3 separate regions of the Mus musculus genome follow, and regions 2 and 3 are each linked to region 1. A link is a contact called in public promoter capture Hi-C and targeted proximity ligation data. All regions are on one chromosome and are shown on one strand. The core of a region is the stretch at or near the end of the contact, and the rest is flanking DNA. Distances in the headings are between cores, read along the strand shown.

Region 1 (4,843 bases), core at 419-2,918:
TTATCAAGAACGGGAAACTGAGGCTGAGGAATGTCCGTGCAGACAGTTTAGTTCTCACACTTAGCCAGAGCAAGAGCGAAACTCCAAGGAGAATAGAGATGTTTTGTTCCCAGTAAAGTTCCCTATTGCAGAAAGACCCACAATACACAGAATTGTTAGAGAACAGGCTCTGTGCCACAGTTGGCAAACGGCGCTCTAAAGAAGCTCATGCTTCCAGAAATAGAGATTGCTAGATTCACCAGTCTACACACTGCTGGTGTAACCACTGCTGAGGCTGTCACACAAACTTCACGATTGATTGCGTCCTACTGTCTCCTGACAATTAAGGCCACTAAACCTGTATAATTCTAATTAATATAGTGAAACACAGTGGTGCTTGCCTATGATTACAGCACTTGGGAGGCCAAAGCAGGGCGATCATTGCAACTTCGAAGCTAATCTGTTCATCACAGTGAGTTCCAGATCAGCCAGGGCTACTGCTTCCAGGGACAAAAATAACAACAAAACACAATACGAAACTAAGATCACTAGAAATAGAAAATGCTAAAGCTAATTGCAAATGTTAAACTACATACAAAGAAGGCAAGGCTGGCCTTTCTTCGTTTTATTTTTGTTTTAAAATCGTTTTTAAAATTGCATTTATTTATTTATTTACGTGTGTGTGTGTGTGTGTGTGCTGCCATGAATTGCAGGCAATGTAGGCTAGAAGAAAAACTTGTGGAAGTCAGTACTCTCCTTCCATCTTGTGGGTCCCAGGGATCCATTTCAGGTCACTGGGTTTTGCATCAGGCAACTGTTCCTCCTGAACCATAGAGCTATCATTAGTATTGTTATCATCATCATCATCACCACCACCATCATCATCATCATCACATTTTAGTTAGTGCATGTGTGTGTGTGCATGCGTGCATGTGTTAATTGTGTGTGTGTGTTCCTAAGTACTATATTCTTGTAAGTCAAAAGTGACGGCCAATCATAGCAGACAAGACTTCTGTTAGCGTTGGGCTATCACGTGAGCAAAAGCCTGGAACTGTAGCCAATCAGTCTCTTTCTTTATGTTAGTCCTCTTTCTTTCCACACATGCTAACTGCCCACCTTGCTAGGAAGGGGGATCTCTGAACGGCTACTGGGTCAGGATGCTGTTTTGTTTGCTAAAGCCACTGTGTTTAATTTGTCACGTGTTTCCTAGGGGCAGGAAATTGACAGAACGTTTGCCTTAGCACAATCTGCTGTATGAAACAGAACGTGGAAAGCAGTGCCTGTAAACCCAGAACTCAGGAGAGTCAGAGGTTCAAGGTCATTCTCAGCTACACAGTGAGTCTGGGGCCGGCCTGAGCAACATGAGAACTGTTTTCTTTTCTATATGTTCACACCAAGCTTCTATGCGCCCTTGGGACCTCCGCCTTAGCTACATCAAGCTGTGACGCACTCAAAGGAACCGTTATCCTATCAATCCCTACCATGCTCAATAAAAAAATAAATAAATAAATTCCGAAGTGGAATAGCCTGGAGACCACTTTCAGGCCCCGCGAGGGGGCGCGTCTCTGCCGCTGGAAGTAGCCTGAGTCTCTCCGGGGAGTGGGGAGTCTGTCTTTGCTACCCGAGAGAGGCGGAGCTCGCGCCCCACGCCACTCGGCTCAGCCAATGGGAGCTCGCGCCGCGGGGCTCGGCGGTCCGCGCCAAGGGTGCTGAAAACCCTGCGCGCGAACGGCGGTCTCCGGGCGCGCGCTCGAGGCAGCCCGACGCTCCCCTAGTTCGCGAGCCTGGCGTGCGCTGCCCCGCGGCCCGGAGCGCGCACCTCTCAGACTCCAGCTTCCCCCGCCAAGCTTGCTATGGCTCCCGACCCGGTGCCGACCCCTGGCCCGGCCTCCGCCCAGCTCCGCCAAACGCGCTACTTTACTTGGGAGGAGGTGGCGCAGCGCTCCGGGCGGGAGAAGGAGCGATGGCTCGTGATCGACCGGAAGGTGTACAACATCAGCGACTTCAGCCGCCGCCACCCGGGGGGCTCCCGGGTCATCAGCCACTACGCGGGTCAGGATGCCACGGTGAGAGCGGACAATAGGCGCATCTGCACCTCGGGGAGGGACATTGGCGGGGAGAGAGGCCTTTGAACCCGGGATGCAAGCGCCTGAGAGACCGGAGCGGTAGACGGTGGCCGGAGACACGCACACTCAAACAAAGGGCTGGTTGCACATCCGTGCTTTGCCTCTGGAGTCTCAAGCATGGGTTGGATAGGAGGGAATGAGCTTTCCAGGCACCCGTTCAACGGTACTTGCAACCTCCGGTGGTGGGAGGAGGAGTCTGAGCAGAGAGTGGGAGTCGCGTCCTGTCTGCCAGGCTAGGAGGGTGAACACAGCCTTGTCTGACCTAGAGAACTGGCCCTAAGTTGGGATTCGGAGCGGAAAGGAAGTGGGAAAGGACTGCTTGCGCTAGGGATGACACTGAGGACCCGGTGCTTGGGCATCACCTGTACATTGTGAAGCCCGGAGGGTAGGGTAATGAACCTGAGCCGGTCCAAGACAGCTTGCAGTTGGAGTCGTAAAACTGTACTCGGATTCTTAGTGCGAGGTCACTTGGGCCAGGGAGGTCGACTATTGAGGGAATAGGGCTCCCGCGCGATTAGACACTTCGCGGGGTCGCGTCCCTTTTCCGTTGTAGCTTACTGAAGGAAGAGTCAGTACGAACCCCAGCTTCTGTCTAGTGGCCCTGTTTTCTCTTTTTAGACCATATCCTCCCTCAGAGGCGAGGGCCGGACTAGGAATGACTTAGGACAGAGCATTCTTTGACAGGATTGTCATCTGTTGGGTCTCTACATTTGGGTCCATCTCCCTTTTAACTACCTAATGCCATCCCTCCGACCTCTTACTCCTTGTCTGCCAGTCTAACGTGCTCCCGGGGTCCTCAGGGTTCCTATTAAGTTGCCCATGAAGTTAGAGGTGGAGGGCCTTAGCGACCAGGCTAGAAGGAGCCGGTTTCTAGAAGTAACCACCCAGAATCCAAACAGCAGTGCATTCCTATACCGGTTCATGAAAGGATGGAGCAGACCCGCTCCGTCTAGGCTTCCCATTCTGTGTGGCTTGGGGGCCTAGGATTTCATGGCAAGGACAGCGATTGGTCTGGATGTGTGGTGCCACTGACCACGGACTCCACCTCCGCTTACAGCTTTTTTTCCCTAAGGCCCTCCCACCCACCTTGTATAACCCATATTAACTATTCCGGAGCGGGAATGGTCAGAATGTTGAGGGAAATAGGGAACCCTGCCCAAAGGAGGAAGAAATGTGAAGAGTTCCCCAGCGCTGGCATAGGTAGGGAGTCTTCCTCACAACAGAAGCTGGCTAAGAAAGAAAGGGACATGTTGAAAGTACTGTAGGAACAAAAACCTCATAGCCCCACCTATTCCCGCAAGCTGCTTCTCTCCTGTGCTAAATTCCTACACCAAGTGTCTGTAGACATGAAGGCTAGCTTCGTCAGGTCCGTGTTTGTGGCATTCAGCGGAGTCTTTCCAGTCTTTGGTGTAGTGCCCTTTCAGTGGAAACCCAAATGCCAGGTGATCTGGGACTGACATCTGGAAGAACAGTAGGGAGGAGGGAGGAGGCCTTGCATCAGCATTGATGCAAACCTTGTTGACCTGGAGGATGGTCTTTGATGTGAGGCCCTTGGGAGCCTGGGAGACAGGGGTCCTCACTGTCTTCTCTCTGTATTTTTAGGATCCTTTTGTGGCATTCCACATCAACAAGGGTCTTGTGAGAAAGTATATGAACTCTCTTCTGATTGGAGAGCTGGCTCCGGAGCAACCCAGCTTTGAACCCACCAAGAATGTGAGAGGCCATGTTTGCTGTTTGGAGACTTAGTTGTGGAGGGAGAGGGGGCAAATGCCTGCATAGGATCACAGGTGACGGTTCTTGGGAGTCTTGAGTAGTCATGGGGTAATAAGCCCACTGGAGCTTGTTCCAGTGCTACTACCACCGATGCTCCCATCACCAGTCCTCCCACCAGTAGTGCTCTCATCATCAGTGCTCCCACCAGTAATGCTCCCATCACTAGTACTCCCATCACCAGTGCTTCCATCAGCAGAGCTCCCATCACTCGTATTCCTATCACCATTGCTCCCATCACCAATGCTCCCATCACCAGTGCTCCCATCACCAGTGCTCCCATCAGCAGTGCTCCCATCACTGACAGCAGACCTATTTACTGAGCATCATGTACCAATGTAAACTCATAAAATACTCTTCATATATGCACACATAAGAAAACACGCTCAGAGAGTTTAAGCTGCAGAGACCCAAAGTAAGTCTGTTTAGCTGCCGGACATGATGCCATTTATAGGAGCTTTTCCTATCCTCCTTCCCCATCAGGGTATCTTTGCCTAAGACTGTGGACTTCCCACAGCTACCTGCACGGGAGGTTCTCTTCAAGGGTTAGGGGTGCCACTGAGAAGAATTATAGCCCCCGTCTCCCACAGAAAGCGCTAACTGATGAATTCCGGGAGCTGCGGGCCACAGTAGAGCGAATGGGCCTCATGAAGGCCAACCACCTCTTCTTCCTGGTCTACCTGCTTCACATCCTGCTGCTGGATGTGGCTGCCTGGCTCACCCTTTGGATCTTTGGAACTTCCTTGGTGCCCTTCATCCTCTGTGCAGTACTGCTCAGTACAGTTCAGGTGAGAGTGGCTTTGCCTGGTTATTCTCAGAATTCCTAGCGAAAACATCAAGGCCAAGAATCCTTCCTGGGGTCTGTAGATTCACAGGAGACTCGGCACAGGGAGAGAACACACATTCTCTGAAATTTCAGGTTCAGGTTCTACCACAGTCCCAAGGATGCCAAGAACCAATGGTTGGCT
Region 2 (5,026 bases), core at 930-3,429, 2.6 Mb before region 1:
AGAGCTGCTGGTCTTTAGTCTCTGTTGGAATCTTGAAGACTCAGGTTCTAATACTACCGAAGGAATGCTGCAGCAGCAGGATAGATGAACTTGCTGCCACTGAGAGTAAGGACAAGTAGGCAAAAAGCAGAAGCTTCCTTCTTCTATGTTTTGTAGTGTGTGTGTGTGTGTGTGTGTGTGTGTGTGTGTGTTATCAGAAAGTCCGTTCCAGAGTTAGGGTGGAACCTCAAATAAAAATAAATCCCTCACAGGTGAGTCAGCTGCCTGGGTTTTAGCTGATTTCAGATGCAGTCAAGTTGGCAACCAAGATCAGCCATCACACTCCCCAAGCAGAACCATGAACCAGGGATAAGTGTTCAAATATCTGAGCCCATTGAGCATTCATTCAAGCCATTGTAGCATCTATAACAAAGACTCGTGTAGATAACAAAAATGCCTCAAAGTTCTCCAGGCTAGGATGCTCAGGACCAGTGCCAGTAGATTCAGCATCTGATGAGAGCTGTGTTCAGGGTCATAGATGGCAATGCCTAGATAACCTACGTGGTGAAGGAGGCTTCCAGCTCAGTAGGGGTCTTTTTGTTTTTTTAAAATAAAGATACAGGTCCCATTCATGAGGAGTTTGCCCTTGGGGTCTAAGTTCTCAAAGTCTTTCACCTACTTAACCTACTTAGGGTTAGAATTTCACTCTGAATTTTGAAAGGACACAGATATTCAAGCCAGCCATCATTTTAAAAATGAAGCTTCAGGGCTGGTGAGATGGCTCAGCGGTTAAGAACACTGACTGCTCTTCCAAAGGTCCTGAGTTCAAATCCCAGCAACCACATGGTGGCTCAAAACCACCCGTAAAGAGATCTGACTCCCTCTTCTGGAGTGTCTGAAGACAGCTACAGTGCACTTACATATAATAAATAAATAAATCTTTAAAAAAAAAATGAAGCTTCAATCATGAAAAAACCCCAAGGTATTAGGTTTGCAAAAGGGGGTTTGGAAAAATAGTTAAAAGGTAAGAGGATATCAATGGCTAGAGAAAGTATTTTATTCAACCGCAAAGAAGGACTTTTCATTGTTTGTAGGAACATGGAAGGAAAGGGGGATCATGTTTATCAAACTATGCCAGACTCAGAAAGACAAGTAGCATGCATGCTGTCATGCGTGGACTTTGGGAATAATAATTGTAAGGCCAGGAATGTCTGAGGGGGGCTGTGAAGGATGTGGAGAGAAATTGAGGTGAGATGATTTTGAGGGAAGGAGACTTGAATAGTGAAGTTGACCAAAGCACATCAAACACATAAATGGAAAGTACATGACTTTGTAGAGTGCAAGTTTGCGTGGATAGAGTCACTGTATGTACGCAGTCCTGAGACTGAAAATGGGGATCCCTTGAGCTCAGGAGTTCAAGGCCTGCCTGCCCAGCAGAGCGAGGTCCCATAGTAAAAAACTAAGGAAAAGACAAAGGACACATTAGACTGTGGAGACAAAGGACACATTAGACTCAGGGAGGAGGGAGAAGATGGATGGAAAGCAGGGGACGTAGGTGGGGCTTGTGTACTGGGTGTGTTCCCATCTTTGTGTAAACATTGTATATTTATTTGGCTTTCATTTCAAAAAGATTTATTTAATGTGCATATGTGTTGTCCACATATGTCTGTATACCATGTGCACGCCTAGAGCTAGTGGAGGCCAGAAGAGGGCGTCAGATTCTCTGGAACTGGGTTTATAGACCTTTGTGAGTCGCCAGGTGAGCGCTGGAAGCCTAGTCTGAGTTCTCTGCAAGAGCAACAGATGCTCTGAACCCTAGCCATCACTCCAGCTCCCGTGTTTCGCTTTTGTGTCTCATGCTAGCGGAGGCTTGCCTGGATGTCACTGTGTAGAGAAATTGAAATTCCCAGCCTTTATAATCCGGTCTCAAAGCCCTCGGTGTGTTTGGTTAGTCAGTAACTCTCGACTTCTCCAGCGGCCTCAGGTGCTGCCTCTGGGACTTTGGGACCGCGTCTTTGCGTGACTCATGAATGACCTAACTCCTGCGTGGAGCGCCTGCCTTTCCGTTGAGTTGCTGGGGCGCCTTCCTCCGCGCCAGTGTCTACGCATACGCTTACTGCACAGTTGCAGCGGCCCACACCCCACCCGCTCCCGCGCGCGCCCTCATTCCGCGCGTCCCGCCCCACGCGCTCTCGCCGCCGTTTGACACGCGCTCCCTGGAGGCGACGCCCCACCTCTCTCACCTCCGTTCCAGCCCCGCTGGCCCCAGTGCCCATGATCCCGGGGCTAGGCGGACCCTGGTCCGCACCTCCCTGCAGGCGCGTTGTCCCTGCTGGCCCCAGCGGGATGGGCCTGAGCCCAGCAGCCAGCGGGGAGTTCGGGATCCGCCTTTCCAGGGTCCCATGGCCACGCCCCACGCAGATCTCGAAGACCTCAAGTACAGAGTCAAGTGACACCCAATCTGCAACTGGACAGTCAACTGTACCCCACTCAGGTCTGCCCCAGGAGTCCCAGGAGTAGGGTCTCTCCCTCGAGATCTTTGAGGGTAATTCCCAGCGGTTGGCCCCTGCCAGAAATGGTTTGGCAGTTGCTTGCGTCTAGACAGCCCCCATACAAATTTTATGGAGGGCAAAGCAGGAACCGACACAGTTCTAATTCTTATTTTATACACACACACACACACACACACACACACACACACACACACACAGATATAATTTTTTTTTGAGACAGGGTTTTGCTATGTAGCCCTGGCTGGCCGCAAACTCTTACTATGTAGATCAGGTTGGCCTGGAACTCACAGAAATGCGTCTGCCTCTCTGCCTTCAGAGTGGTGGGATTAGAGGCATTCACCACCACACCTGGCTTTAGACACCATTCTAAATCAGAACATGCAGCCCACTTTTGACTCGAGTTGGTCTTTCATGGGGCTCCCTCCTTCCCCCATAGAAGGCAGCTGTGTATTAAATCACACCCCTTCCCTCCTGAACTAGACTCAGCGAGTTCTCAAGCGCTGTTGGTCCAGTTCTTGCCGAAGCAACTCAAGCAAGACCGCCGATTAGAACAGGCCCGAAGCTTTCAGCAGGGGTAAGAGTCTTACTATGAGGACTGGGGCTTTGGGTACCAGAAGCATTTTTGAAGATCTTATTTAGATGCTAGTTCTGCAGAACACCATACCCACCCCCTAACCTGCCTCCTCCAGATGGTTTCTGCCAAGGACAAACTAGTGAGTAGCGCCTGCTGGGTAAGATTGAACTAGGCTGCAGACCTGATGACTGTTGGCGTATCTTGTGGAAGTTTTTACCCACAAGACCACTCTCCAGACTCATCAAAGTTGAGTGAGTTTGTAGGAGTACAAACCAGTGAAAAATTTAGGAGGTTTGTGCCTGGGCATTAGGTTGGGGCAAGGAGAGGAGGTTTGAGGCGTTTTGCATTTTATTATACTCTATTATGTACCGTCTTCTCTCCTTTTAAGATCAGTGTGTATCACTCACTGATAGAGATTTGAAAAGAATAATGTGCAAATTAGAAAATAATCAGAAAGCTCTGACCAGAGGGGGAAGGGAGAATGAATAATAGAATTTATTTGAGAATAAGTTCATAGTCCAGTGCAAAATGCACACACCTTGTGGAAACCAGCAGCCCATTCCAAGGAATAGAGAAGAGGAAGACACATTTAGAGTTGAATCGAGGAGAATTAAAGTTGCTGTGAATAAATCATCTTTGGCCACAGGTTTAATTATAACAGGGGTGTTTAGGGACCAGCAGGGTATGCCAATCCAAGATGAATGATTGCTGGGCAGGGGTGTCCCCTGAGAAGCAACATTGTGGCAGGACGTGGTGCTCTTTGTGCAAAGTTATGGCTTGTGGGATTCCTCAAAGTAGCTCTTGCCAGCAGTGCATGCCAGCACTCCCTATGGCTGCATTTTTGTCTGAATTTGAGACCAGGGACTCCATTTTGAATGTGACACTTCTCACCTACACACTCAGTTTTAAGCAATTGGAGACAACCAGGGCGAAGCTGTTGAACTGTATGAAGGCGAATGAATGTCTTCATAGAGTCAAGTTTGCAGGTGTGTGTGTCTCTTTCGATGACAAAACTGAAAGGTGTCTTAAAAGCACAGATCTGTTCAGTCACACAGACTTTCCAACAGCCGTGGAACGATGTTTACAATGTGATTGCAAAACCATTTTCTAGAGAGAAGCCGGAAACTAGTTTGGAGCTCACACCCAGCAAGAAGAGGACAGAGCTGATTCCAACATCAAATTCAGAGATCGAAAGCACACAAAAAAACCAAGCAGTTGAGGTGCGTATCCCAGGAATCCATAGGATGAGTGTTTTAGTTTCTTGGTCATTGCTCACTGCATCGTGTTTTACTCTGCGTCTAATAAATATCTGCACCGACATGAGAGATTGGTTATGTGTTTTTTAAAGTAGATTTCCTGAGGCACATTTAGCCCATATTTAAATTCTAGATTTTTAAAATATGCAATTAGACACATTCTGATATTGTTATGTTAGAGCTGAAAAGAGAAAAATGGCAGGTTCCTGGGAAGGAGCTGACATGAGATTACCCTGCTCCCTCAGAAGACCTTTATTAGGAGGAGAGAGAGCTTCACAATGTGGGGGGGGGGGCAGCATCAGGCCTTGGAGCGGGAGAGCTGGAGAGCTGGAGAAAGAGAGTGTCTTAGCAGCCACAGGCCTTGGAGGAAGAGAGTGCTGACCCTTCATATCCTGAGAGCAAAGGCGTTTCTAACTCTTACAGGGTTTGGAAGTGTGTGTGTGTGTGTGTGTGTGTGTGTGTGTGTGTGTGTGTGTGTGTGTGGTGGGGTGGTGGAGGGGGGAGGCATCATATCACATGATCTATCTTGGCCATGTCACTGTACCTAAGGGCATGGTGGCAGGCACAAGGTAGGACCGTGAATTTGTCCTGTAGCTCCAGGGGATGGGGTTGGTGAAGGGCTTCAAGGCCATAGAGCAACCTGTTTCTTATCACCTCTCTGTCTCAGACAAGGGAGCTGCAGGGGCACACGGCCTGGTTTTTGA
Region 3 (4,839 bases), core at 558-3,057, 2.7 Mb before region 1:
CACTAAGTTATAGAAAAGCCACCGTTTATCTGGAAAATAGCCCAAAATGCAAAAATTTGAAAGAGAAATGCTGGTGGTTTAAACAGAACCAGGGTTCAAAATATGCTGCCTCATTCCCTTTATCTCCAGAAAACTTCCTCCCATACCATTTATCCAAATGGCCATTCCCATGGAGAATTCTGCAGGGCACCAAAGCTCTCAGACAGGTGGAAGGCCAGTATTAGGAAACATGAGAGAATATATTTAATGCTAAGATCAGGAATATTGTGTCATAATTCAAGACTGCGCTGGAGTCAACAAAGCATTTTCTAAACCTCTTAAAATCCTTCCTTTGACAAACCGAATTTTTCGCCAAAGACTCAGTTCTCTTAAGAACCACCACCTGCCAGTGGTGCATATTTTTCCTCAAGAAGGCATCTGCACTGCAGATCTCTCTGATCTGAGTCGAGCTTGCCAGTCAGCTCCCACCAGCAGGCAGACTTGTATACAAAAGAAACTAAAGGAGGCCGCCAGCGTCCCTCCTAGTCTTTTCACACACAAGAGAGAAGGGGGTTCAAGCAGCCCAGGCTTTGTCTGAATTCTTTCCCCTGCAGCAATCGTTCCCTTTTGTTATGCTGCTATTGAGAATAGGCCATCGAAAACAAGAAATCAAAACATGGTGATGGCTTGGCAAGACTGTATTTATTATCTTCTAGAATATAGCAACTGACTGCGTGTCCCCACCCCCACGATGCACCACCGGTGAAGAGCCGGCTGTGTTGCAGATGCAGCCAAGGATCCATCTTGGACTATCAGCAGCTCCCTCCCAAATCTTCCCATGCTATTCTCATCACGCCTCATCTACCTCAGAGTCTCAGAAAAAAAAAAAAAAAAAAAAAAAAATCTGGCATTCAGTTTAGCCAAAAACAGTAACAGAACTTCCTGATCCTTCTGGCGAACAAAAAAAAAAAAAAATTTTTTTTTGGAAGGCTATATCATCCATTTAAGATTGTGTCAACCGGTCTGCAAACCTGCAACGCCACCTTTTCCACCACTACCCCTCTCAAAATCCTAGCGACTTCATTTCTCCTACGTCCCACCTGTCACAATCCCCTGAGGCTCGCTAATCCTGCTCTAAGTCACCCCCACCCCCCGACCCACCCTAGGGCTCTCGGGCCTCCAGCACTCGATCCATTGGGTGCACATAGCCTTTCTCCGTTTTCACCCCACTGCGGTGCCCTCCCTTGCAGGGGGTCAGCGTCAACGCCCACTCTAGTTCACCACCCCGCCCCCAACCTGTTTTCTTCACACCCCGTTATTTCCTCACCTCGGTCCTTCGCTCCCCTCCCCCTTAGCCTGTTCCTCAAATGCCCGCCAAGAGACTAAAGCCGCCCACGGCCCAGACAGGTCGCTCGCCCCTTCCCGGAGACCCAGTAGCTCGCGCTCCCCAGGGACCAAGCCCCACGCGCGCCTCACCCGCACACGAGGAGCCGCAGCTCTTCGCCCCCAGGGCGGGGCAGGCTCCAGGGCTCCCGCCGCCGCCGCCGAGAGCTGACGGCTCGGCCCCGGAGGACGACGAGGAGACTGACGGGGACTGAGTGGCCGCTGACGACTCCGCCATGGCTGTACGAGCAAGGGCGGGAGAAGGGTGAAGAGAGACGTAGGGCGGGAGAGTGGGAGGGGACACAGAATAATCCAGCAGCTGGCTCTCCGAAGTTCCCGGCGACGCCTGTTCGGAAGACTGACTCCGACAGACTGACTGACTCAGCCGAGCTCCGCAGGGAGAGAAGGAGTGCGAGCGCGCATGCGCACAAAGAGCCTGGACGCGCGGGCGGCGGCCTCGGAGGCGCGCAGCGACGCAATGCGCAGGCGCAAGAACTGTCCCTCTGCGCTCCCGCAGGAAAGGACGCAGTGACTGGGCCCGCGGGTGGGGCAGGCCTCTCGGGGGTGAGGGGTAGGGGGTGGGGGAATGGGGGAAAGCCTGACGTAAGGGGCGTGGCTAAACTCTAGAACCGGCCCGCCACTGCAGCCCCTGCTACAGATTAACCGTGCCCAGTCTCCCCACCTTCCACTTGTTTATGTGAATGTTTTCTAGCTGGCAGATTATGTTTCTTTATGCCTTCATAAGCTACAAATTTTTTATTATAAATCCTAATTGATGTCTTTGCCTGATACGTACCAGCCTGTGACTCCAAAGAGTACAATATTTAAAGACCCCCCCTCTGTAATGTTCTTTTTGAATTATCTGGTCGTGTCGTAATATCGCCCCACCGAGGCAGGCATGGTACAGTCCCATGTTTGATAGGTGGAGAAAGATGCTAAACAGAATGAGAAACTATTACTCATTCCAATCACATTGCAATGCAGGCACAGAATCGGCTTCATATTTTTATCTTGTTTTTCTTCCCAAAGAGGCTTCAGGTTGTCTTTTCTCTGAGCTATGTTCTGAGCTACAAAAAACATACTTTGGAAAATAAAAAAGAAGCTGCCGAGGAAAGGAAAACCAGGAGAAAACGTCTTGGTTGGGACTGGGGGAATGGAGTGGACATGAAATGAGGTATTAAAAATGAGGCACAGATACTCATAATACTGAATTTTATTCATGTCCTAAGATGAGTCCCCCAAAAAATGACATTTGAAACTGGACATCAATTTATGTCAAATTTTGTTCTTTTTAAATTTTAAGTACATAATGATGATAAAGCTGTGGGATTTGATGTTGCTAAGTAGCAATCTATGACCCAAAGTGCAATTGCAGATTCAGCAAATTCTGTAAAGATGCTAACTCACAGAGGGAGCGCTAGGCAAGCAGGCTGCTGCAGATGGGGAACAAGCTGTGGACCGCATCTGTCCTAGACAGTTTTTTAAGGTCAAATAAAGCTCAGATAGCATCTTGGTTGTTGCAGTGTTCTGAAAACGATCCAGGATATTTCCCAAAATGACTCTGGAAAATATCTTACTCTGTCACTCAACGGCAGGCATCAATTGATAGTGCAGCAAACTGTCCCCCGATGCTGTTGAGTGCCAGAGAACGATGGCAAAGGGAACTGTATGCCAGTAATCAGGAATCCAATTACTTATTTTGGTGAATGCTTAAGTATTTTTTTCTTAAAGTCTATGTTAAAGTCAGGCATGCTGGATAGTTCTATGTTACCTTGAAATCTGAAAAGAGGGAACCTTGATTAAGAAAATGACTCCAGCCAGGCAGTGGTGGCACACACCTTTAATCCCAGCACTTGGGAGGTAGAGGCAGGTGGATTTCTGAGTTCAAGACCATCCTGGTCTACAGAGTGAGTTCCAGGACAGCCAGGGCTACAACAGAGAAACCCTGTCTCTGGAAAAAAAAAAAAAAAAATGACTCCAGGGCTGGTGAGATGGCTCAGTGGTTAAGAGCACTGACTGCTCTTCCAGAGGTCCTGAGTTCAAATCCCAGCAACCACATGGTGGCTCACAACCATCTGTACTGGGATCTGATGTACTCTTCTGGTGTGTGTTTGAAGACCGTTACAGTGTACTCATATAAATAAAATAAATAAATCTTTAAAAAAAAAAGAAAAGAAAAAGAAAATGACTCCATAAGATCAGGTGGTGAGCAAGCCTAAAGGATATTTTTCTTAATCAGTGATCAATGGGAAAGGGCCCAGCCCATTGTGGGTAGGAGCATCCCTGGGCTGAAGATTCTGGGCTCTATAACAAAGCAGGCTGAACAAGCTAGAGAGCAAGCCAGTAAACAGCACTCTCCACGGCCTCTGCATCAGCTCCTGCCTCCAAGTTCCTGCCCTGTTTGAGTTCCAGTTCTGACTTCCTTCAGAAGTAAGTAGAATAAACCTTTTCCTTCCCATGTTTGTTTTTTGTTTTTTGTTTTGTTTTGTTTTGTTTTTGTCACTGTTTTGATGCAGCAACAGGAACCCTAACAAAGTTGTACCAGTGTAGTGGGGTCTTATGACAGACTGGATCATGTGCCCTAGCTCTTCCCTCTTGGAGTATGAAAGTGCTTATTTTTGATGTTACAGGAACCCACAGTTGAGAGACTTTAAAACGTTTTTAAAAAGAGATTTTAGAGTTTTACAGAGAGTTTGGATTTTAAAAGAGACTGGGTATTTTTTTTTTTTTTAAAGACTGAAAACTTAATGAGTGAATTTGTAAGGCTGTGGGACTTTTTCTTTTTTTTTTTTTTGTTTTTTTTTTTTGTTTTTTGAGACAGGGTTTCTCTGTGTAGCCCTGGCTGTCCTGGAACTCACTCTGTAGACCAGGCTGGCCTCGAACTCAGAAATCTGCCACCACTGTCCAGCCTATGGGACTTTTTAAGTTTGTAAAATGTTTCATCCTGTGATGTTTATATTAATGTGTGATCTTGGGGAAGAAAGGAAAGGGTATGACTTCACAGTGATTTGTGTGTCAAGTTGACTAGGGTCAGTTGTATTGGATATCCTAAAACATCAGGTGTGGCAGCACAGGCCTGTAATCCCAGCACTCCGGCAGTTGAAGTTTAACGAGGAGAAGGGGGCTTGAGGCCTTATTTTAGGACTAACAGGAATTCAGTAAAAATTTTTTTTGGGTGGGGAATGCCCCAGAAGAAATGTCTGTGGCCCTGGCTGGCCTGTACTTCCTCTGTACATGAGGCTGGCTTTGAATTCAAAGAGATCTACCTGCATCTGCCTAAGAGTTGGGACTAAAGGCAAATGCTATCATACCTGGACTTACAATTAAATTACAGGCCCACACCATCTTGTCCAGGTCAGAGACTAAAAAAATTATATTTATTTTCATGTGTATGTATGCCCTTGTGTGAGTTCATACATACCACCACATGCCTGCAGAGGCCAGAGGAGGGCACTGAATCCTCTGACGATGGAGTAG

Evidence for each region. Promoter capture Hi-C pulls out the DNA fragments that hold promoters and counts their contacts.
Region 2: a contact with region 1 is called in a promoter capture Hi-C map of cranial neural crest. A contact is called at or near these places in 2 of 39 promoter capture datasets (cranial neural crest and hippocampal neurons).
Region 3: a targeted proximity ligation map of astrocytes shows a contact between it and region 1, with 6 times the contacts expected there. A contact is called at or near these places in 1 of 39 promoter capture datasets (hippocampal neurons), 1 of 130 datasets of targeted methods (astrocytes) and 1 of 9 other capture datasets (liver).

What each region holds. Positions count from the first base shown.
Region 1 is chr19:10,181,220-10,186,062 of GRCm38.p6, forward strand. Fads1 (fatty acid desaturase 1) reads left to right here and starts at 1,669. Exons shown (of 12, transcript NM_146094.2): 1 at 1,669-2,045; 2 at 3,708-3,818; 3 at 4,466-4,663. The coding sequence starts at 1,833.
Region 2 is chr19:7,610,358-7,615,383 of GRCm38.p6, forward strand. Plaat5 (phospholipase A and acyltransferase 5) reads left to right here and starts at 2,180. Exons shown (of 6, transcript NM_025731.3): 1 at 2,180-2,473; 2 at 2,973-3,066; 3 at 4,178-4,286. The coding sequence starts at 2,326.
Region 3 is chr19:7,481,484-7,486,322 of GRCm38.p6, forward strand. Rtn3 (reticulon 3) reads right to left here and starts at 1,808. Exons shown (of 9, transcript NM_001003934.2): 1 at 1,456-1,808. The coding sequence starts at 1,600.